Linked DNA regions of Sus scrofa: region 2 is linked to region 1. Evidence: chromatin contacts called from public Hi-C data. All regions are on one chromosome and are shown on one strand. The core of a region is the stretch at or near the end of the contact, and the rest is flanking DNA. Distances in the headings are between cores, read along the strand shown. Region 1 overlaps SAE1 (SUMO-activating enzyme subunit 1). Region 2 has its middle 8.3 kb from the start of BBC3.

Region 1 (6,831 bases), core at 1,404-3,903:
AATGGGAAATAAACGGCACCTGTCCACTGGGGCTCCTGATGAGTATGAAATGTGATCAAGCCTGTAATGTGCCAGCCACATGGTAAATTCTCAATAAATGGGAGCTACTATTACTAAAGGCTGCCAGGGGCCCTTCCCTAATATCTGAGGACCACAAGCACTCAGCTGGTGGAAGGACCACAGGTAGAATTCCTAGACCCGAGACCCCAAGTTCCTGGAGATGATACAAAGCATTTTAATGGGGTGCCTGCACGGCTGCTGTCAGCATCGCCCCAGCACTGCAGGCAGGGAGACCAAGTAAGACAGTGGGGAGAGAAGAGGGCGATTAAACCTAAGCAAGGAGACACGCCAGAGGCTGTGGAGAGACCACGTGGCATCTGGAATGACAGAAGGAAGGAGGGAAACACTGATGATTCCAAAGGAACAGGCTTGGGTCTCCCCCATCTCCCGAAGTTTCCTTGTTACGGGTAGTCAGATGGTCCCGCCAGGGAGAAGGGGCAGATCTGCACCCTCAGATGGCAGGACTTTACCGGAGCAGGAACGGTGCTAAGTAGGGGGGAGTGGCGGGGACAAGGCAGCAGGGCACGGGGTGAACATGGGCAAAGGTAAAGTGCTTCCCAAGCAGGATGGGGGTAGGAGGAGATTCCAAACACGCCCAGAACCAAGAATGCAGAGTGCTCTGGCGACCCGGATCCGGGATAAACAGAAACGAGATGCTGGGCGACAGCTGTGCCCGGCAGGCAGGAAGGAGGGGGCTGCACCAGAGGCTGTGACTGAGACGTGGAGAGGCCGCTGCCAACAATGGGGTCAAGGTGACCTACGCGACCCCCAATCTCCATCCCACGTGAGCACCTCAGGAAGCAGCTTCTCAATGGGATGTGTAGAGGAGGCCCAGGGTGCAGGGACAGTGGCCCCAGGCCCACGCAGACAGCACTGGACAGCAGTGGTGCTAGGGAGGGCACCGGAGGCCGGATGGCCAAGTGATGCACAGGTTCTGAAAGCAGACCGAGTGGGCTCAAGCCCTAGCCCCACTGCTTGTCTGCCTCCGTGCCTCCTTCATGCAACAAGGATCACAGCAGCTTCTATCTCTTGGGTGTTGTGAGGATAAAATGAGTCTATCCACGGTCTCCGGGGGGTAGGTACATAATGGGCTCTCAATAAATGTTACCTACTGTTGTCATCATTACAAGAGACAAAAAGAACGGTAATGTCCCCCCCACCCATTTATCCATCACTGCACTCTCTCCTGCCAGGTCTCCCTATAGGCAGCCTTAGGTTTAGGGAAAGGATTCTGTCCAGAGAGAATGAAATGAGAGAGAAAAAGAGCCTTAAGAAGACGGCAGGGGCACCACAGGATCAGCGGGTCTCTGCAGCACCAGGTTCGATCCCTGGCCCAGCACAGTGGCTTAAAGGCTTTGGCGTTACCGCAGCTTGGCTCGGATCTGATCCCTGATCCCTGGCCTGGGAACTCCATATGCCACAAGGAGAGACAAAAGAATAAGAAAAAAAAGGAAGAAGACGGTGGGATCATCAAGTTGAGTCAAGTGCTTCCAGAGCAAATTTACAGACAAAGCAATAAGAGCTGGTCTCTAAATCGTCCTAAGCTCGAACCTGACATGTAAACAGACAGGGGGAAATCATTTAAGCTGACATGACTCTGCTCCATCAAAGAAAAGGAAAAACCATGACTGCAAATCCACTAAAGCAGTCAAGAATTTGCAAAAGGCAAATTCAACATCTTTGAGCAAATATCAGGTCCCCCCAAAAAGGTAAAATCTATTTCAGGGTATGCTACAGTTTGGCAACCCAAATGTTCCAGAAAAGACTCCAAAGGCTGTGCTAATTACTGGTTGCATGACCTCGGATAAAACACTTCCCTTCTGAGGGGACAACACTACCCGGTATTGACTCCCCCTCTCCACACAAGCCCCGGACGTGCGCATTAGCAAGGGCACTCTGACGCCACGGTCATGGACCGAGAGAAACTGTATCAAGGAGAGGTGGAGCAGCAGAGGTTTTGGGGTCCCTTTCTGGCCCTCAGTGTCTACCCCTTGAACGGGGACCATGACAGTGTCCACTTCATAGAGCTGTGAGAAGCAACTGAATACCTGGCAAATATTATAAGCACCAGATAACTAATCTGTAGAGTTAGGGGCTGGCAGACAGCACCTTCCAGGCACCTTGTCCGGCTCTGGGCTTAGCACAAAGCAAGCACTTGAAGGTCATTTGCTGAATGCCCAGCTGGATGGGCTGGAGAGAATAGGATGGGGTGGGAAAAGGAAGGAAGAGGATGGGGAGGGCAGGAAAAAAGGATGAGTGACGGCAGATAAGCCAGGCAGCTTGCTAAGACAGTCCTGGGTTCTCTCTGCTGGCACATCTACAAGGGGATGGTGCAGTGGGTCAATGGTCTTTGATTCCACAGTGACTTTTACCTTCACAATTTCCTGAGCCAGGATCCCTCCAACCACTGCACACACTGGGGCCATCTCAGAGAAGCAGTACCTGAAAGAGAAGACAAATGATACGGAGCCCCGAGGAGCAGGAAGGCTGGTGAGACATTTGGGAAAGGTCAGTAGTGGACTAGCCTGAATGAACACATCTCCTACCGGGAGGAGTCAATCCAGACAGCCACACCAATGCTGGCATCTAGGCGTGAAAATGAAATCTGATCCAGGAGGTTAGTAGGTGGCTGGGAAAGACCTCTGAACCTTGGCAAGCAAGAACTGTTTCACAACATTTTTTTTTAAGTTAAAGGAAAGACTATATTTGTGCATCCTAAATATATCAGATGTTTCAGTGCCCCAGTCACATTCTCGCAATTCTCTCCTTACCCACAATGGGCAGTGGGGTCTGTATGTTATTCCCAGACAAATGTCAGGAGCAGGCCTGTGTTAACATGCACGAGGCCTGGGAAAGTTAGGGCCTGAAATTACAGCACGGGAGTAGAAAAAAGCCTTCACTACCCACGTAGATACCAACCCTTCTAGGCCAGGATGGGGCATCCAGAGGACAAATTTTAGCTAATATTGCCACCTGCCCCTCCAAGTCACCCATCCTGGACAGCAAAACGCTTCCTTCCACCACCTCTCCTGAGGAAGCATGCCTCGCCAGTTCCCACCCCTGAACACAAAGATGGTTTTTAGGTGAGGAAACTGGGTGCAGGCAAGTTAAAGGGTAAGTTTCCCTATGGAACCTTACCTCCAGAAGACCGCCTCCAATCTTCTCAGTTTGCCACACATCCTTCTGGACTTTTTAGTTTATTTTTTATTTTTTTTTAAAAGAACTTTTGTTTATTTTGGAGGGGGGGACGCAAAAGTTCCCTGCCAGTGATCGAATCCATGGCATAGCAGTGACCCAAGTAGCTGCAGTGACAATGCTGGATCCTTAAGCTGCTGTGCCACCAAGAAAACTCCTAGACCTTTTTATTTTTTATTTTATTTTTTATTTTTTAAATTTTTTGCTTTTTAGGGCCGCACTTGAGGCATATGGAAGTTCCCAGGCTAGGGGTCAAATTGGAGCTATAGCTGCTGGCCTACACCACAACCACACCAGATCCCCAACCCACTGAGCAAGGCCAGGGATCGAACCCACATCCTCATGGATGCTAGCTGTGTTTGTTACTGCTGAGCCACAGTGGGAACTCCTAAACACACATAATTTAAAATCCAGTAGAGCAATTATGATTTGTGGTGTTCTAAAACCTCCTGATGTATAGTTAAGCTGTTCAACATTGAAATAACACATACTGCAATAGGTGTCCAAACAACTCCTTACAGCAAATTTCTAAATACAGAACTGCTGAGTCCTGATACATTCTCCCAAAATGCCCTCCGGAAAGGCTAGATCCATTTAACTGCCATCAACTGCGCTTGGGGGTGCCCATCTCCTCATACCCTGGCCAGGATGTTCATCCACAGAGGCAACGTCATCCCTCGTATCAAGGTCCATTAGAGAACTATAAAACACATAGAGGACTATACCAAAGAGAAACTAGCCACTCCTAATTCAACTACACAAAGATAATCAGATGCAGGAATATTTTTCCTAAAAAGAAAATTCACCTGGAGTTCGCGTCGTGGCTCAGTGGTTAACGAATCCGACTAGGAACCATGAGGTTGAGAGTTTGATCCTTGGCTTTGCTCAGTGGGTTAAGGATCCGGCATCGCCATGAGCTATGGTGTAGGTGACAGACTCGGCTCAGATCCCGAGTTGCTATGGCTCTGGTGTAGGCTGGTAGCTACAGCTCTGATTCGACCCCTAGCTTGGGAACCTCCATATGCTGCAGCTGAGGCCCTGGAAAAGGCAAAAAAAGACCGAAAAGAGAAAGAAAATTCACCCATATTCTATGCGATCTTTCTTTCTTTAAAAGTATATCATCTTGGAGTTCCCGCTGTGGCACAGTGGTTAATGAATCCGACTGGGAACCATGAGGTTGCGGGTTCAATCCCTGGCCTTGCTCAGTGGGTTAAGGAATCCAGCATTGCCGTGAGCTGTGGTGTAGGTCGCAGACGAGGCTTGGATCCCGCATTGCTGTGGCTGTGGTGTAGGCCGGTGGCTACGGCTCCGATTCGACCCCTAGCCTGGGAACCTCCATATGCTGCAGAAGCCACCCTAGAAAAGGCAAAAAGACAAAAAAAAAAAAAAAAAAAAAAAAAAAAAGAAAGAAAGAAAAAAAAGTATGTCATCTCAACAAAATGTTACTAGTAAATCAAACCAAACCAGCAACATGTAGATGATGAAGGGGGATTTATGCCAGGAATGGAAGGTTGGTTTAACATATGAGATATCAATGTAGTATGCCAAATTAATTAATTAAAGGACAAAATAACACAAGATCACTTTGACAGACAAGGAAAAAGCATGTGACAAAAATCCAGCACTATTTTTTTTTTTTGGCCACACGCAGGGCATATGGAAGTCTCTGGGCCAGGGATCGAATCTGAGCCACAGGTGAGATAACACCGGACCCTTTAACCCACCGTGCCATAGTGGGAACTCCCCCAATCCAGCAATATTTCATGATAAAAACACTCAATAAACTGAGAAGGAAATTTCTTCAAACTGATAAAGGGCATCTATGAAAAATCCATAGCCAACATCATACCCAATGGCAAAAGACTAAAAGCTTTCCTCTTAAGATCAGAAAACAAGGCAAGGAGTTCCCGTCGTGGCGCAGTGGTTAACGAATCCGACTAGGAACCATGAGGTTGTGGGTTTGGTCCCTGCCCTTGCTCAGTGGGTTAACGATCCGGCGTTGCCGTGAGCTGTGGTGTAGGTTGCAGACGTGGCTCGGATCTGGCGTTGCTGTGGCTCTGGCGTAGGCTGGTGGCTACAGCTTCGATTCAACCCCTAGCCTGGGAACCTCCATATGCTGCGGGAGCGGCCCAAGAAATAGCAACAACAACGACAAAAAGACAAAAGACAAAAAAAAAAAAAAAAAAAAAAAAAAACAAGGCAAGAATGTCTGCCATCACTACTTCTATTCAACACTGTACTGGAGGTTCTTGCCCAGGCACTTAAGAAAGGAAAAAGAAATAAGGGATACCCAGATTGGCAAGAAAGAAGTAATAATATATATTCACAGATGACATGATTTGGTATATAGAAAATACTAAGAAAACCACAGAACAATTATTTGAACTACTAAATTCAGCAAGGTTGCAGAATACAAGCTCAAGACACATACGGAGGAGTTCCCGTTGCGGAGCAGCGGAAACAAATCTGACTGGGAACCATGAGGTTGAGGGTTAGATCCCTGGCCTCGCTCAGTGGGTTAAGGATCTGGTGTTGCCATGAGCTGTGGTGTAGGTCACAAATGCGGCTCGGATTGCTGTGGCTATGCCTGGCAGCCGTAGCTCCAATTCGACCCCTAGCCTGGGACCCTCCATATGTCGTGGGTGTGGGCCTAAAAAAAAAAAAAAAAAAAAAAAAAAAAAAAAAAAAGATACAAATGGAAAGATACACCCATGTTGATGAAGCAGAAGACTTAATACTGTTAAAGATGGCAATACCGGGAGTTCCCACTGTGGCTCAGCAGATTAAGACTCCAACCAGTATCAATAAGGATGCAGGTTCCATCCCTGGCCTTGCTCAGTGGGTTAAGGATTCAGCATAGCTATGAGCTGTGGTGTAGGTTGCAGATGCAGCTTGGATCCTGAGTTGCTGTGAAACAGACTGGCAGCTACAGCTCCGATTTGACCCCTAGCCTGGGAATTCCATATGCCACGGGTGCGGCCCTAAAAAGGGAGGGGGGGAAAAAAACAGATGGCAATACTTTCCAAATTAATCTATACAGGAGTTCCCGTCGTGGCGCAGTGGTTAATGAATCCGACTAGAAACTATGAGGTTGCAGGTTCGGTCCCTGCCCTTGCTCAGTGGGTTAACGATCCGGCGTTGCCGTGAGCTGTGGTGTAGGCTGCAGACGTGGCTCGGATCCCGCGTTGCTGTGGCTCTGGCATAGGCTGGTGGATACAGCTCCGATTTGACCCCTAGCTTGGGAACGTCCATATGCTGCAAGTGTAGCCCTTTAAAAAAAAAAAGAAGAAGAAGAATGGGTCATGGACCTATAGAGAAAAACTAAAACTATAAAACTCTTAAAAGAACATACATGTAAAAACAGAGAAAAAAGATAAACTATATTCCATCAAAGTTAAAAAGTTGTACTTCAAAGGATACGATCAAGAAAGCAAAAAGGAGTTTCTGTCGTAGCTCAGCAGTAATGAACCCAGCTAGCATCCATGAAGTTGCGGGTTCGAGCCCTGGCCTTGCTTAGGGGGTTAAAGGGCTGGCGTTGTCGTGAGCTGTGGTGTAGACTGGCAGCTGTAGCTCCGA
Region 2 (6,831 bases), core at 1,807-4,306, 34 kb before region 1:
CTGTTGTTCGACCCCTAGCCTGGGAATCTCCATATGCCGCGGGTGCGGCCCTAGAAAAGACAAAAAGACAACAACAACAAAAGTACTTTGTGCTTGATGTGAAGTGGAGTTAATTTCCAGCATTACTGCACACGGAATCTCAGGCTACCCCAGCAGCTGGGGGAAACTTGATTGCCCTGAAGGCCAACTTTCCGGGTGCGAGTTTCCCACTCGCCACCAGGGGGCGGTGTGGCGCGCCACTGCCGCTTTAGAAGCCAGATGCATTCGTTCAACGAATAGTCCTTTTAACCATAAAACCTGCTTAGGGAGCCTTGTTCCAGTTTTTCAATCTGTGAAATGGGGATTAGAAGAGACAACTATGCTGGAAGCATGTTCATGCCGCCATGGAGCTCACTTTCTCCAAAAGGAGACAGACAGTAAGTAGCTAAACAAATAAATATGGAAAAGGAGTGTTGCCCAACAAAATTAGGCAGTGTGAGAGGGTCCTGGAAGGCTTCTCTGAGGAGGTGACATCTGATCAGAGACCGGAGTGAAACATGGGGGCCAAGCCGGCTGAACATGAGGTGTCCCAGATGGAGAAAGGCAATCCGAAGTACAGACAAGAAGAGGCAAGAGGTCAATCGGGGGTCCTGCCTGGAGGAGTCTTCACAAGACTCAAACCTTGTAGGTCTCTGGGGTGACTGAATGAATATTTATTTTATCATGATTGTTTTAAGGTTCCCACTTATCTCCGTAGCCCCCACCCCTTAAAGGGTCTTACTGGCATTTAAAGAGCACTTTCTGCCTCTGGGGCTCACTTTTGTTCCTCATCAACTCATTCCCAAAGCCTGGTGCCAAGAGTATTCTTGCAATTTCCATTGTACAAAGCAGGAGAGCAAAGCCCAGAGTCCTGGTGAGCTGTCCAAAGTCATGCGTCCAGCCAGGATTTGAAACCAGGGGGAGCTTTCTGACTCCCAGAGCCTACCCTGTCACCTCTGTGATACATTATTGTAATTATTCATTGTGCTTGGGCAAGGTACTTAATCTTGCTTGCCTCATTTTCCCCCGGTGTAAAATGGCACTAGTGACAACAGGTTGTGAGGAATAAATAAGATAATACAATTAAAGCACTGAGAACAGTGCCAGACACACACTCTATATGTATGCTATTATTGTGATTATCCATCAAATTCACAAATAGCTACTGAGCAAATCATGTAGTAGACTTACTTTTTTTTTTCTTCTTAGGACCGTGCCCACATCATATGGAGGTTCCCAGGCTAGGGGTTGAATTGGAGCTGTAGCTGCCGGCCTACACCACAGCCACAGCAAGCAGGATCTGAGCCGCATCTGTGGCCTACAGAACAGCTCGAGGCAATGCCAGATCCTTAACTCACTGAGCAGGGCCAGGGATCAAACCCGCCTCCTCATGGAACTAGTCAGGCTCCTAACCCTCTGAGCCACAATGGGAACTCCTCTACTTTCTTTTTTCTTTTCCTTCTTTCTTTTTTGCTTTTTAGGGCCGCACCCACAGCATATGGAGGTTGCCAGGCTAGGGGTCGAATTGGAGCTATAGATGTCGGCCTACACCACAGCAATGCCAGATCCGGGCCACATCTGTGACCTACACCACACCTCACAGCAACGCCAGCTCTTTAACCCACTGAGCAAGGCCAGGGAACGAACCTGCAACCTCATGGTTCCTAGTTGGATTCATTTCTGCTGCACCACGATGGGAACTCCGGAACTCTTCTACTTTCAAAATAAATCCAGAACCATACATCACCCACCTGTGCCTCTCAGGATAGTCATAAGGATTTAACGAGGTCAGGTGTGTAAAGCATTGCGTTGGCACAGAGCTTGGCACCTAATAGGTGAACAGAAAGTGAGAACTGCGTTATTACAACTGCTATTATTATTACCGCTGTCATCATCATGGCCCCTTTATCCTTTTAGCTGCTCAAGTCAAAACCGGGAACCCCTTAAACTCCTTTCTTTCCCACACATCCACCCCCAGTGCCTCAGCCAATCCCATAGGCTCCGCGATGAGCCTGATCCCACAGTAACCACTCTGGTCCACTCTCCACCCACCAACCAGGGTTATTACGGTAGCCCTCTGCTCTCTCCGCCCACAGTCTATACTCCACCTGGCCGCCAGAGGGCGGCTTAAGAACGCGCGTCCTCTGCTTAGGGGCTCTCCAGGGGCTCCCACCCAACTCAGAGTAAGTAGTAAAATCCTCACCATCATCTAATCCTGCACTGGAATTCACCTCCCAACCCTCTCCCCTTGCTCACTTCCTTCCAGCCGCACCCACTCTCCTGGACAGGCCCATTCTGGCTTCAGGACCGGTGCACCTGCCCTTCCCTCTGTCTGGGGCGCTCTTCGCTGCCTCACCCCCTCTGGGCACGTCCTCAACCATCGCTTTCTCAGGAACACCTTCCTTGATCATCCTAGTGACTAAGACCACTCTCAACACTCTCGAGCCCCTTTCCCTGCTTCTTTTATCTACTTTGAGACTCTGTATTGTTAATTATATTATTCAGCATCTGTCTCCCCCAGACCAGAGTAACAGCCTCTGGAAGGCAGAGATTTTTGTTTTGTTCACTGCTGTGTCCTCGATGCCTACAACAGTTCCTGGCCCAGAGATTCGAATCTCTGATGAATGAATGAATGAATGAATGAATGAATATAAGAATATAAGAATAAATGACCACAGATATCTTGGTGATTACAAGCATTTCCCTTCTCTGCCCACGTCAGCCTCCAAAGGACTCCATTCACCTCAGGCGGCTGACCTCAAGTCTCCGACTTCAGCTTCTCAGTTTTAAATTGGATTTGAAATAGTCTCTATCTCATGGGGCTCTCGTGAGTTTGAAATGGGTTCGTATTTGCAGCATTCATGAATTGGTGACATCGTGAACAGCAAAGGTGGAATTTTTTACACGGCGCCTGCGCTACCTCCTCTTGCCGCTCGGGGGCAGCAGAGCCCGGCGGATTCGCCGACTCGGCCAGCGCGGGATGAGGAGCGGGGGCAACTCCGGCAGAGGAAGCTGATGAAATCCAAGCCAACTTGCAGTGAGCTCATCCCGCCCGGGCGCCTCCGGAAGCCACGGGGCCGCCCGGCCTCTGCCTGGCCGGAGCGATAAAACTCCACTGCTGAACCAGGGCGGGAAGTCCTTCCTGAGGTCTGCCCCGCGTGGGGCCTGCTGCCAGGAGCCTGGGCCTTTGGGAAGGGGCGAGGATGAAGTAGCGAAAGGTCCCCTGCGCTCTCCGCAGAATGAAAAGTGAATTCTGAGCTTGGCTGTGGGAGTTGGGAGGCGGGGTGGAGAAGGGAGGGAGAGAGAGAGAGAGAGAGAGAGAGAGAGAGAGAGACGAGACGTGGGAAAGACGAAGTTGGGGAGACTGAGACAGAGGAGAGGGGGAGAGAGACAGAGAAAAGGAGAGACAGCCCGAGAACGTCTCTGGAGAGACAAAGGTGGAAAGACGGAGACAGGAAGAGAAAGATGGGGCGAGAGAGAGATCAAGGAGAGAGAGATGCTGGAGAGACAGAGCTGGGACCTGGGAAACAGACAAAAAGAGAAAGAGACAGGCAGAGACACAGAGATAGGGAGAGACAAACAGGGGGGACTCAGAGGCGGAGAGAGTCGTGGCGAGTGGTAGAGACGGGGAAGCAGAGGCAGAGGCAGAGGTGAGGGAGATGGAGTCAAGGACCACCGTACAGACAGGTAGGGGGGAAGCCAGTGGGAAGAGGGGGCGCGGGGAGGAGCACTCGGGGTTACGGTCGCCCGCCAGGGCGGGCCCTGCGGGACGTGGGCGGGGCCCCTCCCAATCGGCTCATCCCGGCGGCGGCGGCGGTGGCGGCGGCGGCGGCGGCGGCGGCGGCGGCGGCGGCCGAGTTACCGAGTTACCAAGTTACCGCAGGATTCCGCAGCTTCTCACTGGCGAGGCCGCAGCCAATCAGAAAGCAGCGTCGCTGTTCTCGGGCAGGAGGCCTGGAGACGCACCTTCCCCCGACACCCAGCGAAGCACGCGGCCACACAGTCAGAGTGGCTCACACACTTACACTGTCCCAGGGACACGCAACATCGCCTTCCCCTTCCCACACACACACAATCACAGTGACACACACGGTGTCATACACACACGGTCTCAGGAACATGCAGAGACCCACAGCATCACACCGACCCAAAATCTCAGGACGCAGATGTAGGTCCAGGACACACAGCACAGCCCGGACACACAATCACAACGACACACAACCACACTGACACCCACTGTTGCCCAGACCCAGGCAATCTCCATGATTTTGTTCCTGGAACACACAATATCAGTAACACACACACAATCACAGTGACACCTCATATTCCCACAGCCAGTTGGTCCTGACACTCACGCTATCACAGTGACACACAGAATCACAACTTAATCACAGTGACACACAACATTGCACAGACACACACAGGCTCGTGAACATACAGTCCCATGGACACCAACATCACCCTGACAAATATAATCACAGTGACACACAATTACAATGACATACACAATCACAAGAACACATAGCACTGTACAGATGCACACTCTCAGTAGCATGCAGTCCCACAGACACACACTTCAGATACAATAACAGTGTCACATACACAACCCCTCTATACACAGCATTGTCCAGATGTACAATACCTGTGACACACTCGCACATCTTCCCCCGATCACAGCAAAGCATATGGGCACACACCATCACAGTGACACACAACATATCCACCACACACAACGCAACACGACACAGTGGCACAGAAAATCCCATGGACGTGCAGCATTGTGCACACACACAATCCCACCCACACACAGCACTGTGTGTGTGTGTTGGTGGGACACACACAATCATAGTGTTGCACATACACAACCACAGTGACACAACCACATTGACATGCCATGTTACACGGATGCTTACAACCACTCTAACACAACAGTAAGACAGCATGTCCACAGACCTTTCCGCTAAACATTCAAGCTCACTCCAACACGTCTGCAATCCCACTGTCACGCAAACACAATCACATGGACACACAACACCTCACCCATGCACACCAGCACATTGCACGAAACAGCCCATGGACACAAGCACACAAGGACACTACCACATTCGCACACAACATGCCTGAACATCATACAATAGCACAAGGACGCACAATCACATCGTGTGCCCACACACAATCACATGACTGCGCTATGGGACAAACGTAGCTTGCTGACACACAACACCATCCCACGGACACACACAATCAACTGATACACAGCATTATACTGACACAATCACACACAGTGCCCTGACACAACCGCAGCTCTCATAAGTCGACCCCTGACACACAGCCCACTGGCCCATCAGACTTACAGTGAACTCTCCAGCACACACACACACACACACACACACACACACACACACTTATCCCAGCCCTTGCCCCGGTGAGATGTGTGTGCTGTGGGATGCTGCGGGGGGAGGGGAGCGATGTTGAGTGGGAGCGTGTGTGTGTGTGTGTGTGTGTGTGTGTGTGTGTGTGTGTACTTGCTTCTGCCTCCCTCTCCCGGCCCTTCCCTGGGGGCGGGGCCGCGCGGCAGCCGCTGTTACCGGGTAAACTTCCCCGCCCCCCCGCGCGGCCATTAGTCAACCCCCCCAAGGATGATGTCATCGCCTCATTCTGGAGGCTGAGTAATCCTTGACTCCGCCCCCCCAGGTACCAGGGTAGGGGCGGGCCGCACCTGGACTCACGAGGGTCTGGAGCTGGGGGCTCTGCTGCCTGGGGGGGAGGGGGCGGAGGCGGTGGGGGGGCCTGAGAAATCTGAGCCTCTCCGCGGCGGCCTAGGCGCTCGCATTAGGGTCCCAGGGGGCCGGAGGCTCCCGGTCCTGAATCCGTGGTGGCCAAATGAAGACACTAGGGGACTGGATTTTCCAGACGTAGGGTCCTGGACATCCCAGGCCCCAGGACTGGGAAGGGAGCACCACTGCCAGGGGCTGGGTCCCCTGGACAGGGGTCTGGAGGAGGGGGTCTGAGACCCTTGGGGCTTAGACTCCTGGGTTCTTGGCAAGTGTTGCTGGGGGGCGGGGAGGGGGGACATTGAGTGCCAGTGCCGGGGAGAAGAGGGAGTGGCTGTGGGGTCAGATGCCTGAGTCCCGGGAAATCAAAAAGCTAGACCTTGGGGAAAACAGCTCAGAGGCGGGGGTGGGGGTGGGGGTGGGGGGTGGGAGCTGGCAGTCTACACCTTGGGGCTGGGCAGGTGGTCATCTGGATGAATTGGACACCTGGACACCTGAGGGCCTGGTGACAGGTGTGTGTGGGTGAGTGGGGGTCTTCCAGTATCAATACGGTGAGGGGCTATAGGATGCCTAGAGGCTCTGAGACATCTCAGTGCCTCGGGGCCCAAAGGCCTGAATCCCTGTTTCCTGTGGGGGTGGGGCGCTCGGTTCGAACTTACCCAGAATCACTCCTGCACGGGTCCCCTTCTAGGAGCATCCTCAACCCTAGTTTCCAGGGGCTGGGAAACTAGCGTGCCCTGGGGGGGAGGGTCTTCACATACTCACAGGACAGGGCATGCCTGGTTCCTTCGGAGAGAGGTAGGGCACCCCTATTTTTATAGGCTCAGGATGCCTGAGTCCTTTTCGGGGGGGGATCCTCGGCCTGTTTTTAAAAGCCGTAATGCCTGAATCCTGTTGGGGTGGGGGGGCGGGGGCAGGGGTTGTGCCGACCACCAGCCCGTCTTCCCGAGGTCAGGATGCTCAGGTGTTCTGGGAGGGGAAGGTTTGCTCCCTGTTTTCACAAGGCCAACTCTAGTCGCGTACCTTCCTGGGGGAGGGA

Evidence for each region. Hi-C and Micro-C count contacts between places; a contact is called where the count stands out from the background.
Region 2: a Hi-C map of fetal liver shows a contact between it and region 1, with 2.0 times the contacts expected there. The contact joins two enhancer-like sites. A contact is called at or near these places in 2 of 5 promoter capture datasets (fetal liver and liver), 15 of 47 Hi-C or Micro-C datasets (alveolar macrophages, blood, embryonic fibroblasts and 10 more) and 2 of 2 datasets of contacts at active chromatin or transcription factors (alveolar macrophages and skeletal muscle).

What each region holds. Positions count from the first base shown.
Region 1 is chr6:53,017,928-53,024,758 of Sscrofa11.1, reverse strand. SAE1 (SUMO-activating enzyme subunit 1) reads right to left here. Exons shown (of 9, transcript XM_003127243.4): 8 at 2,433-2,502. Among named protein-coding and RNA genes, the nearest start is that of BBC3, 26 kb to the left of the region's middle. Within about 2 kb of position 2,653, at least 2 of the 83 cell types and tissues checked have an H3K27ac peak or open chromatin away from gene starts, as enhancers often do. A contact at or near this core is called in fetal liver, where this site is marked.
Region 2 is chr6:53,051,831-53,058,661 of Sscrofa11.1, reverse strand. No RefSeq gene overlaps it. Among named protein-coding and RNA genes, the nearest start is that of BBC3, 8.3 kb to the right of the region's middle. Within about 2 kb of position 3,056, at least 52 of the 83 cell types and tissues checked have an H3K27ac peak or open chromatin away from gene starts, as enhancers often do. A contact at or near this core is called in fetal liver, where this site is marked.